Linked DNA regions of Gossypium hirsutum: all the other regions are linked to region 1. A link is a contact called in public Hi-C data. All regions are on one chromosome and are shown on one strand. The core of a region is the stretch at or near the end of the contact, and the rest is flanking DNA. Distances in the headings are between cores, read along the strand shown.

Region 1 (5,130 bases), core at 1,877-4,376:
AATTCATATCTCACATAACATTTAGTACATGCTTCATTATAGTCAAATAAACACATTTTGACATGAAACATACTTATACACAATTTTTTCTTATTTAATTACATAATACAATATGAACTCACCAATTTACTTTCATTCGATTCTCACATAGGTTCTGTACGTACCTGTATTACTTATTTCAATCGTACTTTCATTCTTGTCTTAACTATGCTCGTTGAATCATTCGATATTTTGCACACTAAGTGCCATTCTCAATATCTCACACACTAAGTGCCATTCTCAATATCTTACACACTAAGTGCCATTCTCAATATTTCGCACACTAAGTGCTATATTTGATGTCCCACACATTATGTGCTGTACATAGCCAAAGCTATCTCAAATCACACACTAAGTGCCAAATTTAGCCGAAGCTATACCGAACCGCACACTAAGTGCCATATTTAGCCGATATGTCATCAAACATAACAACTGTCACGTATATACAATTTATATGATATCAAAGCATTAAAACCATAAATACAATAATTCTTATTGCATACGAACTTACCTCGATCGTTAAAACGACAGAACAGATTGACTAGTCTGATACTTTGTTTTCTCCCATTCTAGATCCGAATCTTATTTTTCTCAATCTCTATAATAACAAATTTACTTATTTAATCATTAATTCATTCAATTTAACACAATTTACATATTTTGGCAAAATTACACTTTTGCCCCTTTTATTTCACATTTTTGCAATTTAGTCCTTATCACATAAAATCACAATTGCATGCAATTTCATCATACCCATGCTTAGCCGAATTCTTCTTATTGCCTTAGTAGCTCAAATTTTCCAAATAATCACACTTTTAACTACATAATTTCATAATTTCACAAATTAGCCCATAATTTACATTTTTACTTAAAATCACTTTGTAAAATATGTAAAACTATCATCTAACTTACATATTTCATCAAAAATCATCAAAAAGCATGAATATTCATCAATGGAATCTCATAAAATCTTTAACAGTTTCTCAAATTAGTCCCCGGGTTAGCTAGACTAAGCTACAACAATCTTAAAAACGTAGAAATTATTAAAAACGGAGCTAAAACCGTACCTATTTGAGCAAAAACGCCATGGCCAAATATCAAGCTCATCCATGGCTGTTATAAACCCTATATTCGGTTGTAAAATGGATGAAAGATGATTATATTTGGCTTTTGTTTTATTAATATTACCCTTTATTAACTATTTACTTAATTAACCTTTAAAAACATTAGTAATTATACAAATTGCCGCTCCACTATCATCCACTATCTCATAAATGGGCTATTTACCACATAAGGACCTTCACTTTTAAGTTCTATAGCTATTTGACACATTTAGCTTATAGAACACAACTTTTACACTTTACGTGATTTAGTCATTTTTACCGAATTAATCACTTAAACAATAAAATTTATTTACGAAAATTTCACACAACGCTAATATCATGTTGTAAATATTAAAATAATAATAAAATAATTTTTTTAATGTCGGATTGTGGTCCCAAAACCACTGTTCCAATTAACCCTAAAAACGGGTTGTTACAAACATAAGTGACTAAAATGTAACCTAAGGTAAACAAAAGTGACTATTTTGGTAGTTTACCCTTTTGTTAATATAATACATTTAGTGTTAATTGTGAATTTTTTTAAAGTTTAATATATATAAAGGTACCTAGACTTGGGTAACTTATACCTATTTAGCATCTAAACTTTTTTTTGACCTAATTGGTACCTAAACTTGAAAATCGTAAAGCAACTCGATACCATTTTTAAATACCTAAGTAACATTATTAAAATATGTTGATGTGACATTGACAACCAATAATTGATATACAATCTTACATTTTGTCACGCGGTAAAAAGAATAAATACCAAGTTAAAAAATATTAAATTAATATATAATTTTTTAGATCCAAAAATAGTTGATTATCAAATAAATACAAATATTGTGTCTAATTTATTAATTACAGTCTACTGATCTTTCCAGGCGGCTGAAGCCATCTGAGATAACCCAAGCTTCATTCGCAGATTTTTCATGAAGTAGAAACTGCAGAATTAACTTTATAACATTGCATTGACTTTTTATAACATTTTTTTATATAGGTTTATTCCTCTTTTTCAAGGAATTCATTGGTGGTTGTGATTTTTTTTTTGAATTTTAGGATTTTGAAGAGAGTTAATTGTTATTATTGTTAATTAATTATGAATTTTAATTAAATTAATTTTAAATTTTAAATTAAATATTAATAAATTAATATCATTACTTTTTATTTATTGATGTATAATTTTTATCAAATATAAGTACCACAATAAATCTCAAAAAATATAGGTACTACTTTAGAATAAAAGTATCAAATTTACGTACCAAATAATATATTAAGCCTTTAAAAATTTGTATTTATAAAGATATTTATATATAATTCATTATAAAAATCAAATCATAATTAAGAATATTGATTATATTCAGTGTTGAATATAATTTTGTTTCACATAATTAATAGAAAATAAAATTATTCAAAATAATAAAAGTTATTTTGATTCAAAAATGATGTTAATAAAAAAAATCCCAATTATTATTGAAACATTTGTACGACACTGTTCAAAATTTTCTTATATTAATAGTCAATAAATTGACCATAATAGTTGATAGATAATATAAATTATAATATTTTAAATTAGATTATATAAAATAAATTATTTATTATATAAATAATTAAAAAATCATTTTAAAATAAAAGTAATATAATTTTCTATTTTTATTTTTTTAGTTAATGGAAATATAATAATTTAAATATATGAATTTTAAAACATTTATTTATTATTTAACAAAATTTTTAATAGAATTAAAATTCTTATTTATAAGTACGATAAATTTTTTTATAAAATAAATTTATTTAACCAAATATTTTAGTAAAATTAAAGTCATAAATCTTATAAATAATAAAAAAAATGAAAAATTCCAACAATAAAATCTATATTAATATATTCAAAAATTTCTTAGACTCATATTAGTATTTGGTAAATGGTAAGTTGTTTTCTCTTGGCCCAATCTAGTACTTAAGCTTAAAAGACTTGAAAAACCAGCATAAAGGACAAAAATGAAGTCCAATCCGACTGACCCAGCCCCAATTGAATTACAGGTAACAGAGCAACGACTTTTTAAGTTTTAACTGTTGAATCTCCAGGTATTCAGTTCTCACAATCTCAGCACGAGATCTAAGGGAAATCAGACATGGAAAAGGTGAAGGAACTCCTGCAACTAGACAAAGAAGCAGAGGATACAGTGTCACGACTCACTATTCACCCCCACCGAGTCGGTTACGAGCGTAGCTTCTACAATGATTTCGGCTTACGCGGCATCCGTGTCGACAAGGTTGAGCCTGGCTTCGTTTCCTGCACTTTCAAAGTTCCTCCTCGCCTCACCGTAAGCTTTCCAAAAACCCCCGATCTAAGATTCTGTTGAATTAGAATAATATGATTTGAGTTTGATTTTGTTTTTGTTGAATAAATGAACTTTGGCAGGATAAAAATGGAAATTTAGCAACGGGCGCAATTGCGAATATTGTGGATGAAGTCGGTGGGTCAGCGGTCTTTGTCATTGGTGTTCCTATGAAAGTTTCAGTGGATATGTCCATTTCGTTTCTGGGAACTGCTAAGCTCGGTGTAAGTAATCTTTTTTCATGAATTCAATCAAGAATTTCTAGGGCTTTTAATGTTGTGAGTTGCTTTGGATTTAGTACTAATAATTTCTTATAGTAGTGCATTTGAATGTTTTCAGAAAGTAATCCAACTCTGTTACTTATTTCTTGATTTCTGTGTTTGCCAATTTGATCATGAACTTAAGTCAGATTGAGTTTTTCACTATCCGACTTGGGAATAATAGAAAGGTATGCTGGTTAAAAGTTGTAAAAGAGGATGTGAGATTGGATCTATCTAAAGCGGGTTGTTTTGGTTTTTGGATTGGATGAATTCGAGAGGTTTCTAATAGGGTATTTTGACTACTTTCGATTTTAGATCATTTTGAGTTTGGGTTGTTTCAAGTTTGGTCATATGGGATTTATATCATTAGGTTTGCTAAATGAGTTTTTGGGTGAATCACTTTAGGTTTAGCTAGGGATGACAATGGATAATACAGATTCGGATATTTGTAGATATCCAAACTTTTTTACGTAGATATTGTGGATTCAGATAAGAAGAATTAGTGGTTGTTTTAATAGGATTGTAATCCGGTTTGCAGGATGAGTTAGAGATTACCTCAAAGGCATTAGGAGAAAGAGGAGGATATGCAGGAACACTTGTTCATATCAGAAACAAAGCAACAGGGGAGTTAATTGCCGAAGGTCGTCATTCCTTGTATGGTAATGAATCTAGCAAACTCTTGTTTGGTAATCAATCTAGCAAACTCTAGTCCAGTGCTAGATGCCGTACTATTTTACTAAAGTCAATGCTTTCTTGGAAGCATGGCATGTGATATGAGTTATTGTAACTTGTTGGATGCCAATCCGATATATTATATGCAAAATCTTATATGAGAAAGATATGTAAATTTATTTTATTTAGAATTATACTAAACTTATTTTAAAAAAGATTACATTTTGTTGATTGAGTTTTAGCTCGACTGGCATGAGCATTGTTACTTTTGCGGAATGATGTGAGTTTGAATGTGTTGAAATGCATTATCCTCCTATTTTACTTAACATTTAAAGATGAAAAAATTCATATATCTTTGTACCCACCATTTTAGAAAGAAGGCTTGAAAATTTTCCATCCCTTTTTGTGCTCGAATTCATTTAAAAATATTAAATTCTTAAAAAAGCAACTCAAATTCCTATTTAAGAACGAAAACAACAGATCTTGGAAGAGACGATAAAGAACTTATTAATTCTTTATTATAAATATAACAATTTGTACAAACCCTATTTAAGATTTTTATTTTTGAAAAATAATCGTCCATTTTCTTTTGGAGGAAAAACTGATGTCACTGACTATTTTTTTAACGTTTATTGGAGATATAATTGTAAAGCAAAAAAAAGAAATACAAATTTAAATTTTATAGAAAATTTTATACTTAAAAAAATCCCCACCATATTCATT
Region 2 (5,130 bases), core at 917-3,416, 240 kb after region 1:
ATTCTATTTTCATTCACTTTTATTTATTGTTTTATCGTTTTCTTATAACAATATAATGATATTTTCATCTTTTACTATTTCTATATTAAATGTTTACATAAATGAACTAAAGATACTGTATTTAAGATTTAAACCTAATTTTTGGAAAAGTATTCATTTCGCCTAAAACTCAATTGTTTCTATTTTTCTTTTGGTTTTTTAAAAATATAATTTTAATATTAAAATTTATTTTCACCCACATCTATAAAATTTAATATTTAATTATTGGTTCTTACTTGGATGTATTTTTGTTGATTAGAAAATGAGAAGTCGGAAAATTTTTAAAATTGGAAAATTTTTGGATACACCGAAATGTATTATTGCCGCCATAGTTCCAAAAAACCATCCAGAACCTAAGCAAAAGTTAAATTGAATCTTGTGCCTGTTAAATTAGATTGTTTTTACATTTCTATTAATTAAAATTAATGAATTAAAAAATATTATTGTTTTTTAATATTAATCTTAGTATAGATTGTTATCATATTTGTATTTTTTTATACAATACTTAAAACTATCCATAATCTCTCATCAACCCTTAAATAGGAGGATAATACACTTCAACATACTCGAACTCATGTCCTTCTACACTAACAATAATATTGATGTAAGAATTGTCAAATTACATCTGCGATAATATATATATCATTTACTTTGAGAATGAAAATCATCTTTACAAATTTGCCCTTTAAAAAAATATAAGTCATGAGAAAAATGTTAACTTTGTTTCCCCTCTCTTTTTAATACTTTAAACAATCATTGTATCAACAATGGTATTATTTATAAAGAATTTGTTCTAGATCTATTTAATCCTGATAAAACATATCTACTCTTATATCTACTAAAGTTAGTGTTGGGAAGAGAAAGAGACAATCCACATCGACTAACTAATAATTAAATTGTGACACATAAGAACATTTTCAAAAAAAAAATTATTTTTAAAAATGATTTTTTGTAAATCAAACCATTCTTTAACAAAGAAGGTTTACAACTAATACAACACAATTGTGTCTAATACGTTACTTAAGTGCCCTCTACTTGAATTCATTTTAATATTATTATTTGACTATACAATTAAAACCTATATGAAGTCAATTGCGTTTTAACTCGATTGGTATGAGCATTGTTGTCAAAACAAGAGGACGTGGGTTAGATTGCGCTGAAGTATATTATCCTCTTACTTATTTATGAATTGAGGAGGGAATATGAATAGTTTTAAGTATTGTATCAAGAAAATAGATATAAGATATTTCAAAAAAGAAAAAAATCACCTGAAAATCTTAAAAAAATTACAAATTACTCGTAAAAGGATGCACGCAAAATAGCCCATTATTTGGGCAAGACAAAATAGCCCAAATTAAAGCCCATAAAAACGTAAAAAATCCAAAGCTAAGGCCCTAATGTAACCAAGCATGTGGCTACCAATCAGTTCCAAACATGTGGTCGCCGCTCAATCTTAATCACACGTCACAAACTTCTATGTAATCCTCCAAACGCCAAGGGTTAATTCCATCAAATATCCTCAAACTATTGCTCAAAATCTAAATTGATCTTTAAATTTCAAAATATTCTAATTGAGCCTTTAAAGGATAAGTATTGTATAATCAAAGCTTTTTTTTAGCCTAACCATTAATTAAATACTAATTCAGCTTCAACATAGAGTATCTTAAAACATATGGATCGAATTGAAAAATTATGTACCTATCACATTTAATCAAAATTGTCAATGCATTGGATGCACACATGTTAATAAAATTTAAGAAGACTATGCATTTATTTTTAAAATTATCAAATAAAAATTTTCTAAATATATTTATAATTTGATTTACCTATTTTAAATATGATATAGTCATATTCATATTGGAATTTAATGCCAAAATTGATGTGTATATTAACTAAAAGACATGATTGTTATAATATTAATACTTCAAGATCACAAATAAAGGATTTTAAAATTCAAGGACAAATTTAAAATTTAGATAGTAATTTAAGGACGTTTGGTGCAGTTAATCCCCTAATCTTTGTCCCTTTTGCTCCTGATGAAACGAAGACTCAATGATTTTTCTCTAATCCAACGGCTCAAATTCTCCCATAATAATATCTTTCGCTAATGCTCTATTATCGTGTCTCTATCTCTACGACTTTTTGCAGATAAAAACGCTAACTAAAACGAACATATAAATCATCCTATTTTTAATTTATATTTTGAAAAAAAGATTATTCCTGATTTTTTTAGGTTTCCGGCAATGTTATCTACTGAATTTCTACGACCGGCGACGATAACATTCCACGGTAAATTCAGCACAAATTCTTACTCTAATCTTCTTTATCTACATGGATTAAACTTCAAAGCCATTCGGTTTAGGGTTTTGCAACAAAAAACGAACCGTTTCTTCCCCAATTCTATCACTTCCACCCTAAAGAACGTCGCCGTTGTGGGAAACCACGAGAGATTAAATCTTTACGGAAGAGGTAAATTAAGGTTCAAAGAGAGCAAAATTTTGGCTAATTGTACGGACAGCAGCGATTCGAAGGCGAGCTCCGGCGAGAAAAATGAAAGCGAAGGTGGGCAAGGAGTGACGCAGAAACAGAGTCCGTCAAATTCGGGGGGTTCGACTAATCAGAGAGGAGAAAAGGGTGGAAGAAGCGGGTTGTGGAGGTCCAAAGGAAAGAAATGGCAGTGGCAACCGATAGTTCAAGCTCAAGAAATTGGTGTTTTGCTTTTACAGTTGGGTGTTGTTATGTTCGTTATGCGACTGCTCCGACCCGGGATTCCGTTGCCCGGGTCCGAGCCTAGGATCCCGACGACTTTTGTCAGCGTTCCTTACAGCGAGTTTTTGAATAAGATTAATAGTAATCAGGTTCAAAAGGTGGAGGTTGATGGAGTTCATGTAATGTTCAAACTGAAGAACGAAGGGAGCGTTCAAGAGAGTGAAATTGGTAAGTTTCAGGAGTCGGAGTCCTTGTTGAGGAGTGTGGCGCCTACAAAGCGAATTGTATATACAACAACTCGGCCTAGTGATATTAAGACTCCATATGAGAAGATGCTGGAAAACGATGTGGAGTTCGGGTCTCCCGATAAGCCATCTGGTGGATTCTTCAACTCTGCATTGGTAAGTTGTGTTTTTTGTTTGTTGTCATGATTTGAATGAAACTAGATTAATTGCTTCTTTTTTTTTAAAAAAAAAAAGAAGAAGCTTTTGTTAGAGTTCTTAATGAGTTAACCAGTTGAATGGTAATGGTTTTGTTGGGGGTAGCAGTTTTTTTGTGGTAGGCTGCCTGATTGAAGTATGTAATCTAGGAGAGGAGAGGATCTTCTCTTGCCTTCTTTGGACTAGGAATCTCAAAGAGTGATCTGATGGGCCCTCTATTATTGGGTAATCTATTTCCTCTTCAGGTGGCAGGAATGTAGAGGTTGTAGTTGGTGGACTATGATTGGTTATAATTTGGGACAAGAATACCTTCAGTTACTCCGTTCATTTGGTTCTTTCTAAATCATGTGTTTGTATACGTCTGTGGATTTTTTATTTGACTTCCTCTCTTTTGCAGATAGCTTTGTTCTATGTTGCTGTTCTTGCGGGACTTCTCCATCGGTTCCCTGTGAATTTTTCTCAGGTTTGAATTTGCTTGTAAGCTCTTTGAGTACATTAATGTTTTTGTAGTACTGATAGTTCTGATTTGAATCATGCATATATGCAGCATACAGCTGGTCAGATTAGGAATCGCAAGACAAGGAGTTCTGGGGGTTCAAAAGCCTCTGAACAAGGTGAAACAATAACTTTCGCTGATGTGGCTGGTGTTGATGAGGCAAAGGAGGAACTTGAAGAAATTGTGGTATTTTAAATATTATTCCACTTAATATGCTACCAGTAATTGATATTTGCAGTGAATGCTCCCTTGAAGTTCTAGTATTGTCTTTATATTCTTATGTTTACTGCCCAGGAATTTCTTAGGAATCCAGACAGGTATATACGGCTTGGTGCTCGTCCTCCACGAGGAGTTCTCCTGGTGAGTTGATACTAGGGACATTAAGCATGATGGGCTTTCTGAAAAAATTAGCTGAAACTATATTTGATGCTGTTGAAGAAGCTTTTGGTCTAAGAAGTCAGGGCCTATGTGAAAAACTTCATTAATATCTGAAAATTCTGGCATTAAGTTTGCTACTTCTGTCTCTTACTCTTAGAATATCTTCATCAAAAGCTTTTGGTCCTCTAAAGCTTTCTACTTGTCATTCTTGTCAAGATAAGTTCACAAAGTTTCAGATGGAATTCAGCGTGTTCACTGTCTCCACTTAGTTCTCAGATGCTAGTGTTATATGATGGTTTCCTTGCATGGTTACCTCTTTTCTGAAAACTATAGTCAGTATTTATGATTTTATTTGTGATGCAGGTGGGTCTTCCTGGGACAGGCAAGACTCTTCTAGCAAAAGCTGTGGCTGGTGAGGCCGAAGTTCCATTCATAAGTTGTTCTGCAAGTGAGTTTGTAGAGTTGTATGTTGGCATGGGTGCATCACGAGTTAGAGATCTCTTTGCACGAGCTAAGAAGGAGGCACCATCAATAATTTTTATTGATGAGGTCAGCCTGTGAGCATTATAATTTTGTTGGAACAATATGTTTAACCTCTTTTTTGTACAGTAGAGTTTTGTAACACCTTTCCTTGCACACAGATAGATGCCGTGGCTAAAAGTCGCGATGGTAAATTTCGCATTGTTAGCAATGACGAACGGGAGCAAACTTTGAACCAATTACTCACTGTAACGTTCCCTGCATCATAGTTTTTCTGCTCATGTGGACCTCTTGGCCGTTCCCCTTTGAAGCTAACATTTCTGAACTACATTGCAGGAGATGGATGGATTTGACAGCAATTCCGCTGTGATTGTTCTTGGAGCTACAAACCGTTCTGATGTCTTGGATCCTGCCCTTCGTCGACCAGGGAGATTTGATCGTATTGTTATGGTTTGTATCATGCACTATATTTCAATTGAACTTGCAGAATGTTGGAATCTGCCATATCAACCAGTTCCTTTTTGCTTAACTCGTATCTCATGGAGATTATGTCTGGAATGGTTTCCAGGTAGAGACTCCTGACAGGAT
Region 3 (5,130 bases), core at 1,572-4,071, 210 kb after region 1:
GGATGCACCATTCTCAGTTATTACTATTGAAGATAGTGAAATTTTGCTATTCAAATTTTGCTTGGTTTCATGTTCGGATGGAGAGATTGAAGCCACTTCAGCAGATTCCTCTTCAATAATATCATCTAATTCTCTTAGTCTTTCTCGATTTGCCTCTTCTCTTGATAGGTTAAATGAACCTGCCCACGGTTCTTCACTTTCGGAATTGATATCCCTTTCAACATCCCCATCATATATAACTGAATCACCATCAGCAGGTGAAGTTGTTCCTTCAGTTGTTAATGGAGGTGAACCAACTTCTGAGACCTCAACTTGCAAGTCAGAAGCTATGGAAAACGTTGGGGTATGGCACTGTCGCCTATATGTACTGTAAAATGAATGAATGTCTATCCTACGCCTTTCAGATGGCGACGGGCTGGAATCAAAGGAAAGTCTATTAATAGCTCTCCCCTTAGGAGGAATTGCAAGTTTAAGGGCCCTTTGCACATGATCATTGCGTAACCCAGGAGATTTACTTGTTTGATCTAAGATAGCTTCTGTGTTTTCGGATGAAGATGAGTCACAGGAATTGTTGTTTTTAATTGAATCTGTCTCCATTCTGACTTCACTTCCACTATCTAATCCTGGCTCCAGATCATGAGGGTGTTCCATCTTCTCCCCTTCTACTTCGGTCCTATTGTGTGGGATTTCTATATATTTTTCTTCGGATAAGTTTATCGCCTCATTGTGATTTGATTCTTCTACCTCAACAAGATCAATATCATTTTCTATACCAGAGGAACTAAGCTGGTGGTGACCTCCTTTGTCTGATGAAAAGGTAAAATGTTAAAATTATTCCATTAGATAACAGCAGACTTTAAAAAGGGAAAAGAAACTTCTATACCAAATTTGAAGTAATTCCATTGATTCAATAACTACATACTGACAGATATTAAAGGTTTGATGGCTATGGAGTTCAATAGGATGATCAAATTATTTTCTGGAATATGTTTGTCCCCCTTGCCTCTAGTCTAAAAAGTTTTTCTTAAGTACTCTTTTTGGACACAGTTTTAGGCAGGGCCTTGTGGAAATTCTTTCTTCACAATTGTTATCCACAGAATAATGACTTAAATCATTTGATTATGTACCTCAAAGCTTTGAAACAATCAATTCTACAGCCTATCCGTTAAACAGAAAAACCAAATAAAAGAAAGATCTCAACAATGAAAAATATATTTATTAACTTGATCTTACCTGGCTTCCATTCAAAAAGCCTTTTCTCACCGCTATAATACGTGTTAAACTCGGCACCATATGGATATTGAGAAGATGGAAATGTAAACAAAGGTCCTTGACGGAAGCTTTCGTGTCTGCAGAAGAGATTGGCTGGCATGAATTCTTGTTGGAAACTATCGGCCATAAGGTTGGGTTTTTCTTCAAGTGGATCATAAGGAAGGTCAAATGAATTCTGTTTAGGCAACAATAAGGAAGGGGCTGAACCAGGCATCGGTAAATCGTCTTCATCAAGATGACTTGAAAACTCACCATTGTTGATTTTAGCGGTTAGAATGGGAGCTATTTGAGAAGGAGGAATACCATTGATACCCATCAGGCTTTTCTCAATTGCCATTCTAAACAACTTTTTTGCTCTACGTTTGGCAATTAAACTTTGCAGCCTTTTGTTTCTTTCCAACTCAGTTAACCCAAGATCCATACGATTCGTAGCCTTATTCCCAGCATCATTCGCTTCTTCCAAGCTGTTGACACCACGAGCACGAGCACGAGCACGAGGACCTGTTCCTGATGACCCTTGAAAGCTATCATCCAACACCCGATGAGGTTTCGATGTCTCACTATCAAAGACCAAATTCGGATTTCCAGTTTCGTCATGGGGGGAACCCTCTCCATGTTCACTGCTAGAACTTCCTACCCTATCGAAGGTAACCTTGGAATTTTCTTCCAAGAAATTAGTTTTACTAGACGGACTATCACAAGTACTTCTCACAAAAAGCATGTCTTTTTCCTCACTATGTTTTCCATCCCATTCTAGCACTTCCTTTCGAGCATTTCGTCGAACACTTTTCTGGAGTCGCAATGAAGCCTCGTTTGATGTATTTACAACTTTTCCATCTGCAATCTCTTTTTTCTTTAGCCATCGGGATGCAGCATACTTGGTTTTGAAATAAAATCGGATAAAAACAGCAGTGCAGACAATAATAGGGGAAATGTACATAAAATTCAAGAAAACATGAGGGAAAAATATGTACAAAAGGAAAACAAAGATCAAAAACCCTGAAACATCTGGGTATTTTCGTCCAAATTTATAGCAACAAATTCCAGAAAATCTAATAATTCTCCAGACAAAAAGTTGGATACCCTTTGCATCAATACTCATTTTTTTAAAAAATATATATATTAATTTATCTTCAGAAACAAAGCAATAAGAGAAACAAACAAATTGGGTGCTAATAATCCATTATACGTAGTAAACATCAAGGAAATGACTAAAGATTTCAGCTAAAACATGCATTTCAAACATAATAGAATTCTCTCTTTTTTTAGCAAAAAACAGGAAGAAGTAAAATAGGGGGGGGTGAGGGAGTGGTTTTGGACATGGGGTTTTCGATTTGTTTTTTTTTTTTAGAAAACTTCTTTTTGGTGGATAGCTTTCTTAGATCCTTCAATTTAGGGCTTTCTCTGCCATTTCTTTTTCTCTTCTTCCCTGGATTCATGGGGACAATATAGGACAAAATAGAAAACAGGTATACGAAGAACTGACAGTTAATATCGCATCATTATCGGTAATATTTTACTCAACCTACCTGTAATATTTTGAGTGTCACCCGTTTCTTTTTAATAAAAGCAGGGTAAGGGGTTATCCAAGAATAAAAGCCCTAGTTAAATTGGTTTTGTTCACTTTTTGGCTTTTAGCAATGAAAATACGTAGATATAATTTTTAATTGAATTAATTAAAACTTCACTTCATTTGAAAAATAATTAAATCTTTAAATTATACATTAGAAGAGTTAAATAGGTGTTGGTTCTAAAATATACACCTTCCCAACACAATTGAAATCTATTTAACAGAATCATTTTTATTTTTAATTACTTTAATAATTACTTATTTATTTTTATACTATTATTTCTTCGTTGTACTATAATGCTTGCATCTATATCTATATTTATATATAATATGTTTGTCTATATCTATTCTTTTAATTAAGTCTCTAATTTATGGTAGTAGGAAATGGATTTTTTTTTGTTTTTAACGATGGCAGTCCTTTAGGAAATATTTCACTTTTCAGCTTTCTCATTAATTAGGGTCTATTACCTTTTTAATGGTGATTGATAGGTTAGGACATGTGTCATTTAGTTTTTATTCTTGTATTATTAATGGTAACCATTCAACATTTTATCAAAAAAATTAAGTCTCTAATTAAGTTAATGTCTCGAGTACCAATTCGATTAGGAAAATTATGAGAATATCTTTTTTTAATTAAACTAAATTATATCATTTTAGGGTACTTTAGTCTAGTTCTTGATTGAGTTTGTGTTACAAGTCAACCAGACACAAATTCGATTAGGAAAATTAAGTCAACCAGACCAAGTCAGTTAGAAAAATTATGAACTAAGAGTACTTTAGTCTTTTATTTTAACAAAAATCAATAAAAATATGTATATGATGTTTTTTTTTTTTGTGAAAAGAAAACAAACTTAAAGACAAACTAACTACACAGAGGACTTTTGAGCAAGGCTAACACTTGTTTTGACAATAGGAGAGATTGCTAACGCCTCCTTTGGGGTCTTTTCAAACATCGTCAAGTTTTGTCCTATATCAAAAGCCAATTTAGCCATACAATTTGCAATTTCGTTTAACTCCCTAGGAATATATTGCATGACCCAATGTCCAACATTCACTAAGAGTTGATTAATTCTTCTAATGAGGGTAGAGTTTGAATCTGCCAAAGAGAAATCCTGAATAGCCTTGACCACCTCCAAACTAGCTTTTGGAATCATCACGCCCTAAAATCGTTTATCTTGGATAAGGGCCAACCCATCGAAAATGACCTACAATTCAGCATCAAAGACGGAACATTCACCCAAAAATCTATTATATCCCATAATCCAATCCTCATTTCCATACCTTAGGACTCCCCCAGCTGCAGCAATTCCAAACATATCTTGCACCGCACCATCAGTGCATAATTTAATCTAATTCTCCGGTATAGGAATAAATGGCCTCGGTGTCTATTGTCTAGACAAATCCTTCCCATGAAAAGAAGCAAACTGTTCTACCCAGGTGTATGAATTTTTAACAATGTCACTTACTTTTCAAAGAGACCCATGGAAGATGAAAATGTTCTGATTTTTCCATATTCTCCAGGCTATCAAACCAAATAAGCTCAACCAAACAACCTCGCCCATAGCTAGTTTAGAAGGATTAAGTAAATTAGACTTAACCCATTCATGAAGATTACCTGCAAAAAAAACCCCACACAACTCATTTGACAAAACCTGTTTCCAAATTTCCTTAGTTGTAGGGCAATCTCTGATGGTATGTAAGATATCCTCAAAATGATGTCCACACAGTCTACAAGAACTATTATGCCTTATACCTCACTTGACTCACTCCACATTGATAAGTAGGCGTTGTTTCAAAACAAGCTTGATGAAGAATCTAACTCTCTAGGAACTTTGAAAATTCCACAGAATATTATATTTCGCGTCCCTCAAGCTCTATTATCTTTCCTGTAAACTCTAGTAAGCACTTTTAAGGGAGAAGAAGCCAGTTAAAATTTGAGCCAAATAATCCTATCACAACCCACAGAGATGTGTGGTGGGGGAATACTCACAATACGCCTAATAATCTCCTCCAGCAACTAAATACGAAAAAGCTTCAAATTCCAAGTTCCCTCTCAGTAATCATCTCACTAAGCAAACAGTCTTGATTGACATTAGAATGAGGCAGAACCTAATGAATTAAAGGTCCCACATATGAAATTCACAAATCCTTCCAACAATGAATATTGTCCACATTTCCCACAGAGCAAATTAGATTCTCTCGGAGTAAAGGCCAAACCTTAGAGAGTGCCCTCCAAAGGAAAGAACATCGTCCTCACGAAATATCTTGTAGCAGCTCTTCTATAACAC

The links. Hi-C and Micro-C count contacts between places; a contact is called where the count stands out from the background.
Region 2: a Hi-C map of leaf shows a contact between it and region 1, with 2.5 times the contacts expected there. The contact joins the promoter of LOC107886049 here to the promoter of LOC121224640 in region 1. A contact is called at or near these places in 2 of 34 Hi-C or Micro-C datasets (callus and leaf).
Region 3: a Hi-C map of leaf shows a contact between it and region 1, with 2.5 times the contacts expected there. The contact joins the promoter of LOC107887565 here to the promoter of LOC121224640 in region 1. A contact is called at or near these places in 7 of 34 Hi-C or Micro-C datasets (leaf and petal).

Annotation. Positions count from the first base shown.
Region 1 is chrA03:10,382,903-10,388,032 of Gossypium_hirsutum_v2.1, forward strand. LOC121224640 (acyl-coenzyme A thioesterase 13) reads left to right here and starts at 3,127. Exons shown (of 3, transcript XM_041108293.1): 1 at 3,127-3,460; 2 at 3,559-3,699; 3 at 4,274-4,591. The coding sequence starts at 3,269. The coding sequence ends at 4,444.
Region 2 is chrA03:10,621,751-10,626,880 of Gossypium_hirsutum_v2.1, forward strand. It overlaps LOC107886049 (ATP-dependent zinc metalloprotease FTSH 7, chloroplastic), which reads left to right and starts at 2,167. Exons shown (of 13, transcript XM_041108320.1): 1 at 2,167-3,149; 2 at 3,586-3,651; 3 at 3,736-3,870; 4 at 3,979-4,044; 5 at 4,426-4,611; 6 at 4,704-4,790; 7 at 4,879-4,992; 8 at 5,111-5,130. The coding sequence starts at 2,283.
Region 3 is chrA03:10,592,108-10,597,237 of Gossypium_hirsutum_v2.1, forward strand. It overlaps LOC107887565, which reads right to left and starts at 2,822. Exons shown (of 6, transcript XM_041108307.1): 1 at 1,234-2,822; 2 at 1-806. The coding sequence starts at 2,374.